Regions from separate parts of the Mus musculus genome. Here region 2 is linked to region 1. A link is a contact called in public HiChIP or PLAC-seq data. All regions are on one chromosome and are shown on one strand. Each heading gives the region's core, a stretch centred on a gene start, on an enhancer-like site or on the middle of the called end of the contact. The rest is flanking DNA. Distances are from core to core; before and after follow the strand shown. Region 1 overlaps Slc25a10 (solute carrier family 25 (mitochondrial carrier, dicarboxylate transporter), member 10). Region 2 overlaps Aspscr1 (alveolar soft part sarcoma chromosome region, candidate 1 (human)).

What was found. HiChIP or PLAC-seq counts read pairs in DNA pulled down with a chosen protein or histone mark.
Region 2: a contact with region 1 is called in a FOXA1 HiChIP or PLAC-seq map of pancreatic cancer cells. The contact joins two enhancer-like sites. A contact is called at or near these places in 2 of 39 promoter capture datasets (the C10 cell line and neutrophils), 1 of 15 datasets of contacts at CTCF or cohesin (large pre-B cells), 21 of 484 Hi-C or Micro-C datasets (B cells, the BV-2 cell line, the C10 cell line and 16 more), 9 of 115 datasets of contacts at active chromatin or transcription factors (the HPC-7 cell line, bone marrow-derived macrophages, double positive thymocytes and 6 more) and 4 of 9 other capture datasets (adipose tissue, embryonic stem cells, liver and 1 more).

The regions. Positions count from the first base shown.
Region 1 is chr11:120,496,296-120,500,290 of GRCm38.p6, forward strand. It overlaps Slc25a10 (solute carrier family 25 (mitochondrial carrier, dicarboxylate transporter), member 10), which reads left to right. Exons shown (of 11, transcript NM_013770.2): 6 at 128-171; 7 at 341-411; 8 at 719-811; 9 at 1,089-1,166; 10 at 1,625-1,681; 11 at 1,776-3,995. The coding sequence ends at 1,880. Among named protein-coding and RNA genes, the nearest start is that of Slc25a10, 6.5 kb to the left of the region's middle. Within about 2 kb of position 2,111, at least 15 of the 459 cell types and tissues checked have an H3K27ac peak or open chromatin away from gene starts, as enhancers often do. A contact at or near this core is called in adipose tissue and pancreatic cancer cells, where this site is marked.
Region 2 is chr11:120,695,535-120,699,529 of GRCm38.p6, forward strand. All of the region lies in intron 7 of Aspscr1 (alveolar soft part sarcoma chromosome region, candidate 1 (human)), which reads left to right. Among named protein-coding and RNA genes, the nearest start is that of Cenpx, 16 kb to the right of the region's middle. Within about 2 kb of position 2,342, at least 104 of the 459 cell types and tissues checked have an H3K27ac peak or open chromatin away from gene starts, as enhancers often do. A contact at or near this core is called in adipose tissue and pancreatic cancer cells, where this site is marked.

The sequences.
Region 1 (3,995 bases), core at 861-3,360:
GAATACAGTACTGTTGCAAGAGTTGTGTGGCCCACCCTGGGGGTGTGGCTTTTCCTGGGTTCTAAGGCATCCCCTGCAGAACAGAGGGATGTGGTGAACCTCGCTGGTCTGTCTTTGTCACCAACAGCTACTCTCATGCCCTGGATGGTCTGTACCGTGTAGCCCGTGAAGGTGAGGGGGAGAGGAATTTTACCTAATTGTAAATAAGTACAAATTTGGGTGCATATTTACATATATGAGCTGGTGGGCTGGGGGTGGAAACGGGCAGGGCAGGCAATCAAGGGCGATGTTGGGGTGGCCTGAGGTCTAGGCTGATGTCACCTGTCACTTCCTCCCGCAGAAAGCCTGAGGAAGCTCTTCTCTGGAGCAACTATGGCGTCCAGCCGTGGGGCCCTCGTCACTGTGGGCCAGGTAGGGGTCCTGTGCAAAATGGAGCTTATGGACAAGATGGATGGCCGCTATCCTCTATCGTCTACAGGGATTACAGCACAGCACCGAGCACTGGAAACCATGGGGAGAATCGTGCTGTGCTGTCCTGGGGGAGGTGGGCCTGGGGTATCAGCGGCAGCCTTCGTCTGAGTTTAAGGAATGTCCATGTGTGGTGACGCAGGTCACAGCAGGTGCTTGCTCGCTGTCACATGTTGTCATGTGGATCCTGTCTACTCTCCCTGGTTTGGGGAGTTTCACTGACAAAAACTGTCCCCTTTCCTACGTGCAGCTGTCCTGCTATGACCAGGCCAAGCAACTGGTCCTCAGCACTGGGTACCTGAGTGACAACATATTCACCCACTTTGTCTCCAGTTTCATTGCCGTAAGCGCCCCGCATGGGGGTGGGGGCGGGGGTGGAGCTTGATTCAAGGAGCCCGTGGGGTGAGCCCAATGCAGCTTCTCTTAGGCCACATCTGGAAATCAAATTCACAAGGTATCCCAGGCCAAGATAATTCCTGTGTCGCTTCTCTTGGAGACCCAGGGCTGCAAGAATTCTCAGGAATGGAGAGAAGGGCTCTTTTAAGGTGGCCTGTGGGTAGGTGTGCAGTGAGGGCTTGCGACTGCCAGGAGGGAGGACCACTGACAGATTACCTCCCCAGGGCGGATGTGCCACGTTTCTGTGCCAGCCCCTCGATGTGCTGAAGACTCGCCTGATGAACTCCAAGGGCGAGTACCAGGTGAAGACTGGGCTGCAGGCTCCAGGGTTGGGTGGGGTTCCTGCCATTTGTGGCCATGCTTAGGGGCCTCCCCATCCTGGAGATGGGTCTGCTTCCCACTGGGGCATAGGAGCCCAGAGACAAGGCCATTGCCCCTGTTCCTTTCCAGTTGCTCAACTCTGGGTAGCACTTGCCTGGGGGGTGGGGCTGTACTTTTCCAAGGCCTTGGCCTTGGTTTTTACAGAGGAAGCCATTCACACAGTCAGTAGTAAAATCTAGCCAGTGTCTTGAGAGCCAATCTGGCTATCTCAGGAGTCTGTCAACTTGGCCGATGTAGCTTTTAGTCTTCTGTCCCTAAGAGCTGCTTTCAGTCCGGGCTTCTACCATGTCCCCTGCGCCTGGAGGGTTCATCCGGGAGCTGCCATGTCTCCTGTGCCTATGAGTGAGAGGCCTCCTGCATCCTTTACTGTTTCTTGCAGGGTGTTTTCCACTGTGCCATGGAGACAGCAAAGCTTGGACCCCAGGCCTTTTTCAAGGTGTGTTGGGGCAGTGGGGATGCTGGGCAGTGGGAGAGCAACTGGGCTGGGTCTCCCTGGGCCTGACGTCTCTCCCTCTGGTGTCTCCACCCAGGGTCTCTTTCCCGCGGGCATCCGTCTCATCCCCCACACTGTGCTCACTTTCATGTTCCTGGAGCAGCTTCGGAAGCACTTTGGCATCAAAGTGCCAACCACCTGACATGGCCAGGGACACCTGGGCCAGGCTCGGTCGCTGTGCTGAGCTCCTTGGAAGAGTGGGAAGGGAACGGGCTCTCTTCCTTGGCCTGGGCCCATGCTGGTCCCCAGCAGGCTCCTGCTCTTCCCTGCCTTGGGCTGCTGGCTATGCCTTCCGACCCTGCCTTGGCCCCACTCAAGTGGCACCTCTGCCCTACTTACTCCCAGGCTCTCCCCACTGGGTCACCCCGTCTTCCTATCCGATGATTCACTCAGAAGAGGTCTGGCCTGGCTGGTGTCACTGTCCCCACCTCCCTGGCTGCTACCGTGCCCTGCCTGGCAAGCCCAGCGAAGCCGAGTTCGTTTCCTGCTCCCGCTGGCCCTCTGTGCAGGGAGCAGTTTCCGCCCAGAACTTGGGTAGTGTGGCAGGGTACGGCCCGTGGCAGCTTCTGCTTACCAAATGACTAGAGCACACACACAAGCACTTTGTCACAAGAGGGACCACCGTGCTGTGTTCTGGAAGGTAGTGCCTTCAGGAGAGGGGACAGGCAGGCAGCGCAGATTACCAGCAGAAGCCATGACCGTGGAGTCCAGAGAAAGTGCCTGGGGTTCCCGAGCGCACCTCCTGTATGCAGCCTTGGCTGCTCTAATGGTCAGTTTTGCTGAACCCTCCTGCTCAGCGGCTACTGCCGTCACCAGGAACTGTCTGTGTCCCTCACACGCCTGTGCCCTCCCTTGCCTGGCTTCCCCAGGGCCAGGTGGGCATGCTGGCAGAGCTGGGGCAGTGATGGATTCATCGTTTGTGCCCTCCCAGGACCTGGCTTCCTGTATGGCAGGCATCACCCTTCACCATCCCTCAGGCTTCGAAGCAGCCTGTTTTCCCTCAAATGGGGTTGTGTGTATCAAAACGAGGTTCGGCCCTGTGCCTCCCACAGGTCCTCCCCCAGGAAGTGGCAGCAGCCCAGGGGCACTGCCTACACCTCTCTTCAGGATCTAATAAACCAAGTGGCCTGGGAGGCCTTTCTGTCTTCCCTGCACACTTGGGGGCTGGCAGATCTTTGAGCTCCTTCACCGCTAAGGACAATGCTGTCACCTTTGTATCCACTAAGTCAGGACTACCTTACAGGATAGAGCCTATGGGAAGAATTCTTAGACGTCTGTGAGCAGGAGGAAATGGAAATAACAACAGAAGCAGGCCTCTCTAGAGCCAGTCCCATGCAGCTGCTCACTGGCCAGATGGCCGGCAAGCATGGGAGAACTAAGGATGCCCTGGGGTGCAGACAGACTGAGATGCCCAGGCTATGACAGTTGTACTGGCTTAGGCTGGGCCTAAGAGTATTCAAGTACGTAAGCAGAAACAGGATGTCAACTAGGGGTACCAGGACCACAGCTCTGAACACAACTGATGCTTGGGTCAGAAGAAACCCAGTGCACTTCACTTCAGGGGCCACAGCCCAGGTACGATCATGTCATAGGTATAAACAGTTCCGTGGACATTTCTGAAGACACCAAGTTTGCCAAAACTAGAGTAATTTGTTACTTGGGTAATGCAAGGAAGCCTAATGTTGCATTTCCACTCCAGAATCCAGAACACCTAACAACTAGACTGTGTGGGTTTTAGTCTCTACAGTGTTGGGTCAAACCGTAGGCTTTACACTTGGTAGCCATGCACTGTGGCAGCCACATGCCCAGCCTCTCCTGTATACCTCACAGAAGGGGCTGCAACCCACCTGGCCTCCTATGTGATTGATATTCTGCCTCAGCCTTCCCATTACTAAGAGGTCAAGTGTGGACTAGCTCCTTGTCTAGATACCAAGTTCTAGGCTAGCCAAGGCTACATTGTGTGGACTAGCCTTGCACACAAACGTCTCAAGAAAACACGTTCTGTGTGTGGTGGCTTGTACCTGCCATCCCTGCAGATCAGCATGTGTCGAAGGCCAGCCCTGGGTACTGAGTGAGGTCCTCACTCAAGGGAACAGGTGGGTGGAGCCACAAGGTCTAACCCTAAAGCCAGCGGAGAAAATTATACTGGTGTCCCACCTGTTGACCACAAAAACAGATCTGTACATACTACTGCATCTCGGATAGGCATTCTGGTTGGGGTAGCGCAGTGGGAGACACAGATGAGCAGGCCATTCTA
Region 2 (3,995 bases), core at 1,092-3,591, 200 kb after region 1:
AACTTCAAAGGTACACTTTAGTAATCAAAAAGAGTTTCCAAGTTTCCCATTAATGTTTTGCCTGTGTGTGGTTTTTGGATTTAAATAAAGACTCAGAAGAAAGAGACAGGATAAAATACAGGCAGGTCCTCGCTGAGGCCCGGGATGGTTCACAGAGCCTGGCGGTTCCTGCCTTTGATGTCAGACATTAATTATTAGAAGGTAGTTTTACTGGCGATCAGAACCGGGCTCTGGGAGAGGCTGGGGCTGCCCGGCGCCCCCTGGCCATGTCCTTTGAAGTCCCTCCACAGCCCAGGAGGCCGGCTTGTAGCTCTAGTTCACTTGCAGGCTGACATAGTGAGTGCGCGCGCACACACACACCATGCCTGTAGCCTTTCCAGCAGCTGGCACAGGGGCCAGCCCTGATCAAAGGCCCTGGTCCTCCTGGGCAGGTCTGGCTGCCCCTGGCCAGTTTGCTCCTCCCCCTCGGGATTTCCTTCTTGTCTGCCTCTCATACCTGCTCACAAAGACTGGCCCTCACCCTCTGCACCCTGGGTTGGTGACTGGTTAGGACTAATGGGACTGGAAGGGGTCTGTCTTGGGTGTGGCACGAGGTTGTTGTGCCAAACTTAGTGAGTTACCCACCTGGACCACTGAATGTGGAGCAGGGCAGGGCACAGCAGGGTGACAGGTGTCTGTGATGACTGGAGTCTTCTTATGCCCATGGGGATGCTGTGATTCTGTTTGCTCTACTCTGCCCTAGGGGTCTCTGTTTCTGTTATCTTTCTTCAGAGGCTAGCTGTGGGCCTGCTGTGCTTGGGTGTTTATGGATAGCCTCAGGCTCTGAGGACCAAGTTCACTTTTGAGAGCTACAGGCCACTCCTTCATTGGAAAGTCTACTGCGGCTTTGCAGTGGCCAACTGAGTGTCTGGTCTTTTGTTTGTTTTGTTTTAAAGTTTTTTATTTGTATTTATTTGTTCGCTTGCTTGCTTGTTTGCTTGCTTGCTTGCTTGTTTTGGGACTAGGGTCTTACTATGGAGCCTTGGCTGGCCTGGAACTTGCTACGTAGACAAAGCTAGTATCAAACTCACAGAGATCTACTTGTCTCTACCTCCTGAGTGCTGGAATTATAGGCACGTGTTACCATGTTATCTCTATTTTCAATAATATGTATACGTGTATAACTGTGTAGGTATGTGTACATCAGTGCAGTACCCACACATGCCAGAAGAGGGCGTTGGGTCTGTGGAGCTGGGGTTCCAGGAGGTTGTGAGTTCTGGAGAATGCACTTGAGTTTTCTGTAAGAGCAGTGCGTGCTGTGCTCTCCCTCCGAGTTCCTTTCTGGTTGTTTTGGCAGGTGCTGAGGCTTCACTGAGAGACTCCAGGGCCTCCTGCTCATTAGGCAGGTGTTGTAGTGCAAGGACCCCAACTTGTTCCACCTCACCTGGGCTCCCAGTTTGTACTGTGAAAGTGTCCAGTGTTCTGTCCTGTCTTGAATATTTATCCTTTATTGTTTGTTTTGACTTTTAAACTTTTACGTGGCCTTGGTTGGCCTGGAACTTACTATGTAGAGCAGGTCGCCTTGACTCAGAGAGGTCCTCTGCTTTTGCTTCCCGAGTGCTAGGATTACCACTAGACCCAACGTAGAGGTTTATCTTTCCTGAGCACTCAGGAGCAGCTGCCAGCCTGGCCAGGCCCTGCCATCCCATCCCTGGTGTAGCCGTTACGTTTAGGGAGGTGAGAGGTGTGCCTGTGATGCTTCGCAGCAGTGCACCAGATGTTCACGTACCACTGCTGCGGCCGAGGGGTGCCATTGCACTCTATTGGTTTATTTGTTTGTTTGTGTTGTTGTTGTTGTTTTGTTTTTGAGACAGGGTTTCCCTGTATAGCCCTGGCTGTCCTGAAACTCACTCTGTAGACCAGGCTGGCCTCGAACTCAGAAATCCACCTGCCTCTGCCTCCCGAGTTGTTTTTTCTCTAAGAGCGGGGTTTTCCTCATACCTTGGTTGTCCGGAACTTGCTCTATAGACCAGGCTGGCCTCAAACTTAGATATTCACCCGTCTCTGCCTCCAGAGTGCTGGAATTAAAGGTGTGCACCATGCCTGGCTGTGCTCTCTTCTTTTAAAAAAGGCTTTGGTCACTTTTTTGAGAAGGAATAATTTATATCCACAGTAGAGAAGCCAAACAGTGAGGAACAATAGACATGAAAATGGGAACCTGCCTAGGAGTGGGTGTGTTAGTGTGCTGGGGTGGCGCTCCGTGGAGGTAGGTATCTTAGAAAGGAGCAGCGCTGCTCTGAGCTGCCCCAAGCCTGAGTCAGTCTGGCACAACTGTGTCCTGCTGTGCTGTCCAGGGCGTTTGATGGTGTCCATGTGCTCAGGCGCCTCCCCCCCTCCTGCCCTCCCTTCCAAGGGTGGCTGAGCCCTGTGAGTAACAGGAGGTTTGGCCTGCATCCCTCTTGTAGTGATTCATGTAAGCTCAAAGCCTCAGGGGAAACGCTTCACATTCCCCTCACCAAAGCCCTTGTCAGCGCCGCAAGCAAAGGGAGCAGGCGGGTGTCGATGGGGAAGCTGGAAACTCTGAGATTGAGGTCACCTCTGAAGAGTGTTCTCATGTTTTCTTCATCTGTCATCTTGTCCTGGAAAATCACTGTCAAAAGAGGAAACTCAAGCAGGCCCATTTCTGATATGAGTAGGGCAATCCTGCGGCCACAAGGCCCTGCGGGGCTGGCCAGGCCAGGCTTCATGGAGTTCTCTTCCTTCTCTGCTTGGAGTGATTCTTTAACCTCTACTTCCCACTCACCCTGGGGTGGCTCCAGCCTGGAGATTGCTTACAGCGGCGCCCACCTGCCTCGCAGGGGCGCTGTTCTACGTGCCTCCTGTGCCCTAGTTCTCAATTGCCTGGGGTCAGATGTGGTGGAATTTATGGACGTGGGATATGGGAGACTACTGCTTTCTGTCCCGGTCAGCTCTTCCTGGCTGTTTCCTGCTCCCCTTGCCTCTTTTCTGGTCAGAGTGCAAGATCCTCACTGCTAGCCAGGACTCGGAATCTGTTGTGTTCCTAGGTTCCCTGGAGTCAGAGCCCTGTGCAGGCTTTAGTAAGGGCTCTTTCACCCCAGTGTCAGTCCATCACAGCCCCACAGGTAGGGAAGACAGGCCACCCACCTTTACCTGTACACTTTTATGCCAGCTCTTCCTAAGGCACTCTCTCAGTAGTCGCATACCAACTGTCATATGCCCTGACCCTGTAGGCTTATTTTGAGGATTTGGGCCTGACATGCATGGGCCTCCTGGGGAAAGGCTCTTTAAGATGCCCTTCACCCTGAGCCCCTATTCTGACGGAACTGGCTTGTCCTTGGGAGTCTCTTGCCCAGGCTTCTCATTGTGCTTCCTAGGAGCCCTTGAGCTTCGCAGCCTCAGCCCAGTGGCTTAGCCTTTTGTGTCCTCCCACAGCACAGGAGGGTTCTAGGACGTTGTCTTGGGTTCCAACCGTTTTCTGTTGGAGGAATGGCAGGACAGGCTTTTCTCTCCTTCAGGTACCAGTGGTGCTCTGGCTGTCTCTCTGGCTTGTCAGGCTTGACTGTCCCTCACAACTGTTCCTGTGTCTTCTCTTTGTCCTCATGTCTCATCTCCAGATATGAGCTCTGTATCCAGAAACATCTCCATAAGTACCTAGGGTGGGAGTCGTGTGTAAGACTGTCGGGATGGCAGATGGGAGCCAGGCTCTGGCAGAGAGAGCATCCTGAGTAAACAGAGGCAGGCATGGCTGGGGGACAGCTGTGTGGCCTCTGCACTGCTGACTGCCCTGCTGCAGCCCCTCCCTGTCCGGTGGCCCTGGATGGAAGCTGTGAGGGAAGACTGTGAGGCTGGTGGAGCTTCTTCACTCTGAGTTCCCTGGCTTCCCCCGCTGCTCCTGGTGGCAGTGTGATGCCTCCGGTCGGCTAGCTGCAGGCCTTGCAAGGTGTCATGGAAGATTCTGGAGCCTTGGACCCTCTGTAGCAGCTCACTTGGCCTGA